Linked DNA regions of Nomascus leucogenys: region 1 is linked to region 2. Evidence: chromatin contacts called from public Hi-C data. All regions are on one chromosome and are shown on one strand. The core of a region is the stretch at or near the end of the contact, and the rest is flanking DNA. Distances in the headings are between cores, read along the strand shown.

Region 1 (6,669 bases), core at 1,019-3,518, 170 kb before region 2:
TCCTTCTTTCACTGACCTTTACTATCTACAAAGATTGTCTTCTTCATCTCCCCACCCCACGTTTTCTTTTTTCTTCCCAGAAGATGAGAAGGTGGAGAAAACTCAAGGTGGACATGAGCACAGAGAGGAAGACCAACTGAAGAAAACAGTTCAGCATCATTCTCAGATCAGGGACCAGCAAAAAGGAGAGATAAGTGGTTTTGGTGAGTTCAGCTGGTTTGGCAAACCTACTTGGCTTGAAAATTTGAGATAGAGCAGAGGCAGGGTTAGGATGTTAGAGGAAACTGCAAAGAATATGGTTAATCTCTCACAGCTGCTTGTTGTAGAATATGCTGCTGAGAGAATGATTTTATTCATTCAGTCATTTATTCACATAATCCATAGTTGTTGGGTGCCTACTATATACAAAGCATTTTAGATGTTTCCCAGGAAGAAAATGAAGATGTGGTAAGAAAGGTCATAGAAAAATCAGGAGTGGTATTATAGATCCCAGGGGAGGAGAGAATTTAAAGAAAGAAGGATGCTCAGCTATGTCAAATGCCATCGTAAAGAAGTCAAAGAGGATAAACATAAGCCCAAGGGCATCACAATTAGGAGGCCGTTAGGGGTTTGGTAATAGCTACCGAAAGGGTTGGTAAGTGTGAATGGCAGCTTATAGCTGGTTGAAGAGTAGACACTTTTTCAATTAGTTTAGATATGGAAAGTAAGAGGGAGAAAATGGTAGATAAAAAGGAATGGAGGCTGGGCATGGTGGCTCATGCTTGTAATCCCAGCTCTGTGGGATGCCGAGGTGGGTGGATCACAAGGTCAGGAGTTCAAGACCAGCCTGACCAATATGGTGAAACCCCATCTCTACTAAAAATACAAAAATTAGCCCGGCGTGGTGGCGTGCGCCTGTAGTCTCAGCTACTTGGAGGCTGAGGCAGGAGAATCCCTTGAACCCGGGAGACGGAGGTTGCAGTGAGCCAAGATTGTGCCACTGCACTCCAGCCTGGGCAACAAAGTGAGACTCTATCTCAAAAAAAAAAGGAATGGGTACAGAGTTGAGGGAGGGGTTTTTTGTTTTGTTTCGTTTTGAGATGGAGTCTTGCTCTGTCGCCAGGCTGGAGTGTGGTGACACAATCTCCACTCACAGCAACCTTCGCCTCCCGGGTTCAAGTGATTCTCCTGCCTCAACCTCCCGAGTAGCTTGGACTACAGGCATGCGCCACCATGCCCAGCTAATTTTTGTATTTTTAGTAGAGACGGGGTTTCACCATGTTGGCCAGGATAGTCTCGATCTCTTGACCTTGTGATCTGCCCGCCTCAGCCTCCCAAAGTGTTGGGATTACAGGTGTAAGCCACCATGCCTGGCCTGATAATGGTAAATTTTATGACAAGAAATAAAATAGATCATACAATATACTAGTATGTTCAAAAATTAAAAAATACCAAGGCAGGAGGATCACTTGAGACCAGGAGTTTGAGACCAGCTTGGGCAACACAGTGAGACCCTCATCTCTACAAGAAAAAAAAAAATTAGCTAGATGTGGTGGTAGTGCCTGTAGTCCTAGCTGTTCAAGAGGCTGAGGTGGGAGGATCTCTTGATCCCAGGAATTGGAGGCTGCAGTGAGTGATGATTGTGTCACTGCCCTCCAGCCTTGGTGACAGAGCAAGACCCTATCTTTAAAAAACTAAATAAATAGACAATAATCTAAACAGGCTTGTACCAAACAAAAACAAAAACCCCAAAACAAAACATAATACAAAAAGACAGAACAAGTTCCAAATTTAAGGAATGGTGGAATAAAAAGTTACTTAGTGTCTAATCCGTGTGTGTACATATATGTGGTTTTGGTTGTGGAAGCATAATATAATTTGCACATACTTGGAAGAAAACTCCAGGACTATGCAGGCACCAAACAAGGTAGTTCAGGTCAATAAACCATTCCTCTTGTTATAATGACATAGTAACATAAGGCACTGAGGTATAAGTCTAATTTGAACAACCAGGTGGCCTGGAGTTCAGACTACCCAAAGGGAGTTTCCAGGTAGAGTCAAAAAGGAAACTAAAAGGTGTTTTCTTTTGGTTTTATGTGACTATATAAACTCAGGTGGGCTTGTTGAGAATTTTTGGGATACTGCAGACCCCACTGACCTGATCTCTGGTTAGCTCAAATAAATTGGTGTCATTAGATTTGTGTTGCTCTGTCTCCTGTACTTCTCAGAATTACTGCAAGGGGCCTGGCACAGTGGCTCACGCCTGTAATCTTAGCACTTTGGGAGGCTGAGGCAGGAAGCTTTCTTGAGTCCAGGATTCAAGACTAGCCTGGGTAACATAGTGAGACCCCCATCTCTATAAAAAAGAAAAAAAAAGTGAATTTATATTAAAAAAGAAATGGAAAAAAAAGAATTACTGCATGGACTAGATCTTAGGCTGGCAGATGAGGGTTCACCCTCTAGGTGATTGTGAGTTGAATTGTGATTGTAGTGGATTTATCAGCCTCCTGCTATAAATAAACCATTCTTCCCGTTTCTTACAGTTGCCAAGGAGAGGTGAGTGCTCCTGAAGTAGGAAGGAGTATTTAATGAATACAGTTTGCATTAAGTACAGAGAAGGAAAAGAACAGTGTGTCATGAGAGGAAGTAAGATTGGGCTGGTCAGGGAGTGCATTTCTAAGGAAACAGTATTTCAGCTGAAACCTGAAGGCAGAGTAGAAGTTATCCAAGTGAAGAAAGAGTTTTAGGTAGGGTAAAGTGTGGTATGTTCCAGATACTAAAAGCCAGTGTGATTGCGGAGCTCAGAGAGCAAGGGGAGGCAAGTTGGGAACGTGGCTCTGGATGGCTGGAAAGAGGGAGGCAGTGGCTAGGTCAAAGACCATGTACAGAGTGAACATTTTATCCTAAGTGCAGGGGGAAGCCACTGGTGGGTTTTAACCAGGGAAGTGACATCTTCAAATTAATGTTTTAAAAGGATCCTTTGGTGAGTAATTGGAGATGGAGTATGGGGAGAAGACAAGAATAGACCAGTTAAGAAGTTAGTATTAGGATTAGGTATTAGACTTCGATTAAGATGATGGCTGAGCATAGTGGTTTACACCTGTAATCCCAGCACTTTGGAAGGCAGAGGCAGGAAGATCACTTGAGCCCAGGAGTTTGAGGTTGCAGTGAGCTATGTTCATACCACATCACTCCAGCCTGGGTAACAGAGCAGGACCCTGTCTCAAAAAATATATATATTTAAAAAATAAGGCCAGGCGCGGTGGCTCATGCCTGTAATTCCGGCACTTTGGGAGGCCGAGGTGAGTGAATCACGAGGTCAGGAGATCGAGAACATCCTGGCTAACATGGTGAAACCCCGTCTCTACTAAAAATACAAAAAATTAGCCGGGCGTGGTAGCGGGTGCCTGTAGTCCCAGCTACTCGGGAGGCTGAGGCAGGAGAATGGCGTGAACCCAGGAGGCGGAGCTTGCAGTGAGCAGAGATCGTGCCACTGCACTCCAGCCTGGGCGACAGAGCGAGACTCTGTCTCCAAAAAAAAAAAAAAGATAAAAATAAAAAATAAAATGGATTAGGATGATGAAAGTAGAGAAAGAAAAGTGGATGGTTTTAAGGTATGTTTTGGAGGTAAAATTGTTAGAAGTTGGTAATGAATTAGATATTGGAAGGTTGGAGCAGGAGAAGGTATGTCAAGGATGATTGGTTTCTGGCTTGAACAGTTACGTGAAGGGAGATGGGAAAGAGCGGAGAAAGAAAAAATTTGTAGGATAAGATCAAGCATTCAGGTTTGGGTACATTTAGGTTTGAGATCCTTGTGAGACATCCAAATAGAGATGTCAAAGAGCAAGGTGGCTTAGGAATCTCGAGCTCAGAACAGAGGCTGTAAGTAGACAGCTGTGTTCTGTCAGGTATGAAAATGGATTTCAAAGCCATGGGAATGGGTGAGCTTGCCTCAGGAGAAAGTATATCATGGGGAGAGAAGGCCCATGATTGGGCTTTGGGACCCCTCACATTTAGAGATTGAAGAACGAAGAGAACCCAGCAAAGGAGACTGAGGGGGAAGCTGCCAGTAAAATCAGGGGGAGGGGGACAGGAGAATGAGACATCACAGAACCCAGGAAACTAGTGTTTCAAGAATGAGTGGTCAAGTGAAATCCTCTTAACATGTGTCTGTGACATCAGTCTTCATTATCATAGAGCCACATCCGGGCATCAGTTTTCCAGAGCACATTATCTTCTCCTTTAGGTTACTTGAAACTTTTAAAAAAGTACAATGTTCTTGTCAAAAATATTATTCCAAGCCATAAATTTCCAGTTCCATATCATTATAGTGATTTTTTCCTACTCGTTTTCTTATGAGTACTCATTCCTTTCACAGCTAACAACTTGTATTATTATTGATCTGTATTAATTTATATGACTCCTAGCCTCTCCTCCTACTTTTTTTTTCTAGTCTTGCTAGCTCACCTCTGTAAACATCCAAAACCACTATTGGCAACTGTCATTTCAGACTAACATATTAGTCCCAACCAGTACTTTGTTTTTCAAGATAAGGTAATTGAGGCTGGGCATGGTGGCTCACCCCTGTAATCCCAGCACTTTGGCAGGCTGAGGAGGGTGGATCACTTGAGCCCAGGAGTTCAAGACCAGCCTGGGTAACATGGCGAAACCCCGCCTCTACCAATAAATACAAAAAATTTGCTGGGTGTAGTGGTGCATGCCTGTAGTTTCAGCTACTTGGGAGGCTGAAGTGGGAGGATCACTTGAACCTGGGAAATGGAGGCTGCAGTGACCCGTGATTGTGCCACTGCACTTCAGCCTGGGCAACAGAGCGAGACTGTTTCAAAAAAAAAAAAAAAAAAGTAATTGCGAAAGTGATCTCTTATATGTGATATTTTGAAAGGATCCAAATGCAAGTCGCCTTCTTTTCTGAGGGATGATTCTGGAGGGATGGGATTAGGAGCCATCCCTTATGATCAGGTATTTAAGGTAAAATTTGGCAGTGGGAGAGAGTGAACTTACTAGAGAAATATGTTGGTTGATAATGTTAAATAGTGAATATATAGCGATACCTATGTGTCTGTTATGTGATTTTTCTCTGTCAACTCAATTGCTTGAGTGTAGGCTCAGAAAAGGTGGAGAGGGTTCATTCCGGTTGGTGTTTTGCCATCTGGGTGGGAAGAAGGACAGTGGGAAAGGGAGCTGAAGGTGTCTACAGGAGAATCCAAATAAATGTCAAGTAATCAAACCAGAGTGGAACAGAGTGAAGAATGGAAATTGCTTCCATATGGAGAGGATGGTAGTGGGCAGTGGGTTGGAGAGCTAGATAAAATGAAAGTTGCTATAGGAGTCTTTGAGCAAGTGAGGTGGAAGATGGGGCATTTTTGTAGAGAGGATGTTTGGATAAGTGGCTCAGAGGGTGTGCAGTTCCTGCAGATGACTGGGTAGGGCATGCAGGAGTAGGAGTGGGTTCCAGAGGTGACATGAAGAAAAAAGTCAAGGGACTGAAATAATGGGGTGCTGTATGAGGAGTTCCTGTGGATGTAGAGGTCATTTGGAATGAAGGCAGGAGGTGGAGAGAAGACTGAATCAGATGCCAGCATCTCTACAAGGGAGATGAGAGGTAAGGATAGTCCCATGGCATAGACCTCAAGGGAGGAAGGGTTTTTATAAGAGTCGGGGAGTAGTAGCAATGGGGTAATGATAATGCCAGCCTGACTTTCTGTCTCAAGAGACATGGGGAGTGTGGGAGGAACTGATTCCACTTACAGGGTTGCAGGTGGCGGTGGTTTAGGTGGGGCAGTGTCATTAGTGGGTCTCCAGGCTTCAAAAAGGAAATAGAAGTTCAGATTTGAGGTTAAGGATATGTGGACTTTGGTTGCTCGAGTCAGTGGAGTTTCCAAGACCACAATGGAAGAGTTTTGGTGGGAGAGAGGAGAGGCTGAGGGACATGGGTCAGCTTAGGAGAGGTGGGGGTCTGGAAGGTAATGGATAAAAGGAAGGCTTGGCCTTTGAGCAAGGCCTAAAGTTAATAGTTGATGGAGAAGTGATAGGCTTAGACCTGTGTCTTTTGGAGAAGAGTGAACTCAGACGCTGTTGGTCCTAAAGTTTGCAACTTGGTGATTTGGTGACAGGTAAATCAGTTGAGATTTGGATAAGAACTCTGGATGTTGTGCACAAAAGAGATGCAGCTTAGCCCTTCAAAAGAACTTTTCAGTAGTGTCATGCCAGCAGAGAACAAGGCACTATCTGGAAAGATGCCTTGTTCTTTAATTTAAGAACTGTCAATACAAGAAACATTCCTTTCAGCCTTGGGGCAGGGAGACATGGTAGCCTAGTACAGGAAAAATCAGGGCATGAGACTTGAGTTCTAAGTTCAGCTCTATCACCAAGTTAGCTAATCCTCAGCAAGCCAGTTACCTCTTTGAGCCTTGGTTTCCCACTTATAAGTCAGGGATCAGACTGGTTGATCTCTAATGTCTCTCTGGCTATGTCATTCTGGGAGTTGGGAGGGTTATCCTGATTTTAGTTGGATTAAAGAAGGAAGAGCATATTTTTAAGTCTCTTATTTCATTATTTTCCTCTCACAGGTCAATGTCTGGTCTGGGTCCAGTGTTCCTTCCCAAACTGTGGGAAATGGAGGCGGCTGTGTGGGAACATTGACCCCTCAGTTCTCCCAGATAATTGGTA
Region 2 (6,636 bases), core at 1,673-4,172:
TGGGAGGCGGAGCTTGAAGTGAGCCGAGACTGCGCCACTGCACTCCAGCCTGGGCGACAGAGAGAGACTCTGTCTCAAAAAAAAAAAAAAAAAAAATTGCAGAGGGCCCGAGAAGGTAGGATTTCTTGAGGTCAGGAGTTCAAGACCAGCCTGGGCAACACGGTGAGACCATTTCTGAAAAAAAATGAAAAAAAAAATTAGCTGATAGCCAGGCATGGTGGTTCATACCTGTAACCTCAGCACTTTGGGAGGCTGAGGTGAGCAGATCACTTGAGGCCAGGAGTTTGAGACCAGCCTGGCCAACATGGTAAGACCCTTTCTCTACTAAAGATATAAAAATTAGCTGGACATGGTAGTGTGAGCCTGTAATCCCAGCTGCTGGGAAGGCTGAGGCACAAGAATCACATTAACCCAGGAGGCGGAGGTTGCAGTGCAGTCTGCAGTGCAAGATTGTGCTATTGCACTGAAGCCTGTGGGGACAGAGTGAAACTGTGTCTCAAAAAAAAAAAAAAAATTAGTGGGGCATAGTGGCACTTGCCTGTCGTCCCAGCTACTTGGGAGGCTGAGGCAGGCGGATGGCTTGAGCTGGAGGCTGCAGTGAGCTATGACTGCACCACTACACTCCAGCCTGTGTCACAAAAAAATATGAACAAATACATAAGTCAGATGACTAAGAGGTCATCTCTGTGCCCTGCATCTTCTCTCAGCAACCTCCATCCTATAAGAAAGGGGCGGCCGGGCAAGGTGGCTCACGCTTGTAATCCCAGCACTTTGGGAGGCCTAGGCGGGCGGATCACGAGGTCAGGAGAGCGAGACCACGGTGAAACCCCGTCTCTACTAAAAAATACAAAAAATTAGCCGGGCGTGGTGGCGGGCGCCTGTAGTCCCAGCTACTCGGAGAGGCTGAGGCTGGAGAATGGCGTGAACCCGGGAGGCGGAGCTTGCAGTGAGCCGAGATTGCGCCACTGCACTCCAGCCTGGGCGACAGAGCGAGAGAGACTCCGTCTCAAAAAAAAAAAAAAGAAAGGGGCAGTTGGCCAAAGTATGCCTCTGCTGCAGTTGTAGATTACCACGTTTGCATGATTATTACTGTCAATGCTTCACATTTACACTAGGGCACTATGATTTTCAACGCAGTTTCCGTTTTTATTTTGGAGGCCCCTCCCAGGAACCTTCTCCCATTTTACTGAGGTCCAGGGAGAATGCACAGGGAGCTGAGCCCGTCCTTTGATCTTAGTTTGGTGGCAGAGACAGGCAGTGATACTGACGATGTGATGGCAGTGTCAGGTGCACTCTGTCCTCACTGGAAAACTGGCCTCCTGGAAGGGCTGGAAGCTCCCACCCTTGACTGCTCTGACTCTGTCTCCAGCAGCTCCTCGCTGTTAGGGCTTCCCTGACAAGAGTCCAGTCCCTCTCGGGGCTGATTAGTGCAGGGCGGGCTCCTCGTCTCCGACCACCGGCTCCTGCTGGCTGTTCCCTCCACCCTTCGTCTCCGGCTGCGAGGCTTCCCTTAGCACTCGAAAGGGGGGCCCGTGACCAGGTACGACCACGTCGGCAACGACCAGGACCCTCTTCCGGCTCCGCTCCTGGGCTGCGGGGTCTTCACTCAGTGCCTGCCACGAATCCTCGTCCCCATCTCGCTCAAACACATCTCCCGCCACCACCACGGTGCCCAGAGCCGTGCCGGCCACCACCACGCTCACGTCGCGCTGGCCCCCGTGGCCCGGCGTGGCCCACACCTCGAGCCCCGGGCCCAGGCGCAGGGGCTGCCCCTCACCCAGCCCGTGGGGCAGGTAGCGGCCTCCGGGAAGGCAGAAGTCGTGCGAGACCAGCAGAGCCGCGCCTGGGAACAGCCCCAAATTCCCGATGTGATCCGAGTGCCCGTGGGTCCCCACCACCAGCGTCACGTCTCCCGGGGCCACTCCCTGCCCCGCCAGCGCCCCCAGCAGCGCTTCCCGAGCCCAGGGGCCCCCGGTGTCCACCAGGATGGGGCCACGGGCCGCCTCCTCCAGGGCGGCCTCTGCGCCGCCACTCCCGCGCGGGGACTCTCGGTGGCTGGAGGCCGGGCCCCGGGTCTGGGGTAGGACCAGGGTCACGGAGCCGTCGGCGCGCACGGCGTCGCCCACCCCCTCGGGCTCCGCGTAGCCCTGCAGCAGAACCACCACGGAGTAGGGGTCGCCGGGCACCAGCAGAGGGGATGCCCCGCGTAGCAGCTCGGTCCGCATGAGACTGCTCCTGGCAGGGAGGGACAGGCTGGGGAGAAAGGAAATGGAGCAGTGGGCGACCGTCCTGTCCCTCCGCGATCCCCCACCCGTGCCCGGCCCCGCCACTGCCCCTAAGTCTCTGTTCTCTGCCACTCGCCTCCCATTAAGTTGGTATCACCCTCAACCCCTGCCCAAGATGGTATCGCCCAGCCTCCCTTCACACTTGGGCCCGTCCCTCCCTCGGCGTCCTCGGCCCCCGCCCCGTTCCTCTCGCGGTACTACGTCCTTCCCCGTCACCCTCCAAAGGCTATCCTTTGTATTTCCCTCAGTCGAATCTTAGCCGCGCTCTACCTTGGGCCTCTGCTAGGTCTTGCCTCACTCGAGGAAAGCGCAGAAATCGAAAACGCGCGTGGGAGTTTGTCCTCTGCGAGTTCCCGTGCACCCAGATATGGCGGCCGAAGCGGCTCCGCGATGGCAGCTGTAGTTCCGGCGCCTTCACCGTGTGTCAGAGAAGGCTGCCTGGACTCCAGCCTCCTGGCGGTTCTCCGCCCCGCGACCGCAGCAACTTCCTTGAACTGCAGAATTATGAAGCGCCATTAGCTTTGAGGAGGGGTCATGCTCAGTTGCCCAGGCTGGAGTGCAGTGGCGCAATCAGCCTCACTGCAGCCTCGACCTCCTGGGCTCATGTGATCCTCCCGCCTCAGCCTCCCGAGTATCTGGGACCACAGATGCGCACCACCAAGCCCAGCTAAGGTTTCTATTTTTTCTTTTTTGTAGAGACGGTCTAGTTCTGTTGCCGGTACTGGTCTGGAACTCCTGGGCTCCAGCGATCCTCCAGCCTTGGTCTCCTAAAGTGCTAGGATTACAGGTGTGAGCAACCGCGCCTGGTCTTTTTTTCTTTTGAGACAAAGTCTCACCTTGTCGCCCAGGCTAGAGTGCAGGGGCACCATCATAGCTCGCCCCAGCCTTGAATCCCTGGGTTCTAGCGATCCTCCTGCTTCGGCCTGCCGGAGTGCTGGGAATACAGGCGTGCCCGCCCCTCTAAATTTTTTTTTTTTTTTTTTTTTTTTTTTTTTTTTTTTTTTTTTTTTTTTTTTTTGAGACAGTCTCGTTTTGTCGCCCAGGCTGGAGTGCAGTGGCGCGATCTCAGCTCACTGTAACCTCCACCTCCTGGGTTCAAGCAATTCTCCTGTCTCAGCCTCCCGAGTAACTGGGATTACAGGCGCCCACCACCGTGCCCAGCTTTTTTTTTTTTTTTTGAGACAGAGTCTTGCTGTGTCACCCAGGCTGGAGTGCAGTGGCACGATCTTGGCTCACTGCAAGCTCTGCCTCCCAGGTTCCCGCCATTCTTCTGCCTCAGCCTCGCGAATAGCTGGGACTACAGGCGCCCGCCACCACACCCAGCTAATTTTTTGTATTTTTAGTAGAGACAGGGTTTCACCGTGTTAGCCAGGATGGTCTCGATCTTCTGATCTCGTTATCCACCCGCCTTGGCCTCCCAAAGTGCTGGGATTACAGGCGTGAGCCACCGCGCCCGGCCACCCGGCTAATTTTTGTATTTTCAGTAGAGATGAGGTTTCTCCATGTTGGCCAGGCTGCTCTCGAACTCCTAAACTCAGGTGATCCACCCGCCTCGGCCTCCCAAAGTGCTAGGATTACAGGTGTGAGTCACCGCACCCAGCCTCCAGGCTAGTCTTGACCTTTTGGACAAAAGTGATCCTCCCATCTCCACCTCTGTAGTAACTGGGACTATAGGCGATGCACCACCAGCCCTGCAGTCCTCTTAATGTGTGTGTGTGTGTGCGTGTGTATAGAATTGGGGTTTCACTATGTTGCTCAGGCTGGAGCTTGAGCTTAACAAGACAGCGGCCATTCTGGGTGCTGCCTCATCGACCGGCTAGCTATGTGTGCCCGGCTGTTGTTTGAAACTGGGCCCAGCTAGTTTTTAGAAAAAAAGAAAAAAGTTTAATAGCGACATAGAAAATTTAGCACCTATGAAACTATACGGTGGGCTCTGGGTTACATTGATCTGAAGTAGACTAAGTATCTACCCCACCTAACTTATCAGCAACTCCAGGCCATGACCCAGTGTCCCATTCTCCTTCACGGTTTGCTGGTGTGTAGCCTCCTGGATACAGGCAATGTATATAGATCGCAGAGAATGTCCGTTCTGGCCTCTTCCTTGGAAGGGTCTAAGAACAGACCTTAAGGAGCTAAGTGACTTTCCCAAAGCCCACAGCTCCAGTGCCACTGCTGAACTCTGGGTGGGGGTGGGATCAGTTAAAGAGGAAAGCTTTCAGTACTGTCAGCACATACACCTGCCAATTAAGGGGCTGGATGGAGTTCTTCTGTAGGAGCAGGACCTCCAACCCTACCCTCTGCCCGGGAAGCCATGTCATGCTATTTGACCAGGATCTTGCCTGAGGTTAGATGGGAGAGAACAGCTACAAGCTTGGGTGGAGTCACTCACAAACACACCCTGAAAGCTGTGGAGCAGGGAGAGCGCAGACTTTAGAGGGCTCTCCATGATCCCTTCCCCTCCTGGGGGCTCAAAGGCAAGGGTCAAAGATCTTCTCGGTCAAGTTTGGGGTGGCCCCCTGTCTTGGTCATCTTGTGTCCCCCTTCCTCTTCCTCCTCCTCCTCCTGCTCTTCCTCCCCTTCTGTTTTCTCTTCCCCATCTGTGATCTCCTTTCCAGTCCAAGTTTCCTGTAGACATGCTAGAATGGATGACAGAAAACAATTTAGATATTAGTAACTGGAGGCAGGGGAGGCTATGGCTTGGCGGGAAAGGAGTCAACCCTTACACTTACCAGTTTCAGCAGCTGGGAGCACATGACCTTCACAGAGAAAATTTTGTAGGGGCTGCTCCTGATGGTGGAAGTACCAGTCTCCCACAATGTCTTCAAACTCCTCCAACATGGTCTCACACTGGTCAAGTAGAAGGGCCAGAAGAATATCTGCTCTGGAGGGATTTGGGATCCCTCCTGTCTTCTCCCCCTGCTCAACCTGACTGATTTTGGAGAGGCAGGTAGCCAGGAAGCTAAGTTTGGCCTACTAGATGTGCGATCCTCATTCATTCAACAAACATTTACTAGCACCTACTCTGCCAAGTAGGTTATTAAACTCTTGAGTTTCAGCTCCTTGCCTGTAAAATATGTATGGTAATTGCACCTACCACATCAGGTTGTTGAGGGTAAAATGAGGCTACAGATGCAAAGTATGTGGTCCAGAGTCTGGGACACAGTAGGTACTCAATAAGTGATGGTGGATATTATTAGCAACCATTGTTACTTTTTTTTTTTTTTTTTGAGATGGAGTCTTGCTCTGTTGCCCAGGCTAGACTGCAGTGGTGGGATCTCAGCTCACTGCAACCTCCGCCTCCCGGGTTCAAGTGATTCTCCTGCCTCAGCCTCCTGAGTAGCTGGGACTACAGATGCACACCACCACACCAGGCTAATTCTTGTATTTTTAGTAGAGACAGGGTTTCACAATGTTGGCCCAGCTGGTCTCGAACCCCTGATGTCGTGATCTGCCTGCCTCGGCCTCCCAAAGTGTTGGGATTACATACATGAGCCATCGCACCCGGCCCGTTATTAATTTTTAAAAATTTTCCTTAAGGCAGGACCCGATGGCTCATGCCTGTAATCCCAGCACTTTGGGAGGCCAAGGCAGGCGGATCACCTGAGGTCAGGAGTTCGACCAGCCTGGCCAACATGATGAAACCCTGTCTCTACTAAAATTCAAAAAATTAGCCGGGCGTGGTGGCAGGCGCCTGTAATCCCAGCTACTCAGGAGGCTAAAGCAGGAGAATGGCTTGAACCTGGGAGGCAGAAGTTTCGATGAGCTGAGATGGTGCCACTGCACTCCAGCCTGGGCAATAAGAGTGAAACTCCGTCTTGAAAAAAAAAAAAATTCTTTAAAATTATTATTTCTAGAGAAGGGTCTCTTATGTTGCACAAGCTGGTCTCGAACTCTGGTCTCAAGCAGTCCTTCTCCCTCGGACTTGCAAAGTGCTAGCATTACAGTTGTGAGCCACTCCACCCAGCTCATTATGATTTCTTTCTTTTTTTTTTTTTTTTTTTTTTGAGATGGAGTCTTGCTCTGTTGCCCAGGCTGGAGTACAATGGTGCAATCTCAGCTCACTGCAACCTCCACCTCCTGGGTTCAAGCAATTCTCCTGCCTCAGCCTCCCAAGTAGCTGGGATCACAGGCGCGCACCACCACACCCGGCTAACTTTTGTGTTTTTATTAAAGACGGGGTTTCGCCATGTTGGCCAGGCTGGTCTCGAACTTATGACCTCAGGTGATCCACCTGCCTCAGCCTCCCAAATTGCTGGGATTACAGGTGTGAGCCACTGCGCCCCACCACTCCTGGATCCACTTTAATCAATGGCACAGTCCTCACTCTGCCCCCTTCCCCATGCTCAGGGGT

The links. Hi-C and Micro-C count contacts between places; a contact is called where the count stands out from the background.
Region 1: a contact with region 2 is called in a Hi-C map of an unstated tissue, with 2.5 times the contacts expected there. The contact joins the enhancer-like site here to the promoter of MBLAC1 in region 2. A contact is called at or near these places in 2 of 4 Hi-C or Micro-C datasets (a lymphoblastoid cell line and an unstated tissue).

The regions. Positions count from the first base shown.
Region 1 is chr17:34,961,585-34,968,253 of Asia_NLE_v1, reverse strand. ZCWPW1 (zinc finger CW-type PWWP domain protein 1) reads left to right here. Exons shown (of 17, transcript XM_030797267.1): 7 at 81-203; 8 at 6,570-6,669. Among named protein-coding and RNA genes, the nearest start is that of ZCWPW1, 16 kb to the left of the region's middle. Within about 2 kb of position 2,268, the one cell type or tissue checked has an H3K27ac peak away from gene starts, as active enhancers do. A contact at or near this core is called in a lymphoblastoid cell line, where this site is marked.
Region 2 is chr17:34,792,088-34,798,723 of Asia_NLE_v1, reverse strand. It overlaps MBLAC1 (metallo-beta-lactamase domain-containing protein 1), which reads right to left and starts at 2,922. Exons shown (of 2, transcript XM_030795970.1): 1 at 2,556-2,922; 2 at 1,123-2,253. The coding sequence starts at 2,225. The coding sequence ends at 1,425. It overlaps CNPY4 (protein canopy homolog 4), which reads right to left. Exons shown (of 6, transcript XM_003278072.4): 5 at 5,015-5,132; 6 at 4,147-4,921. The coding sequence ends at 4,767.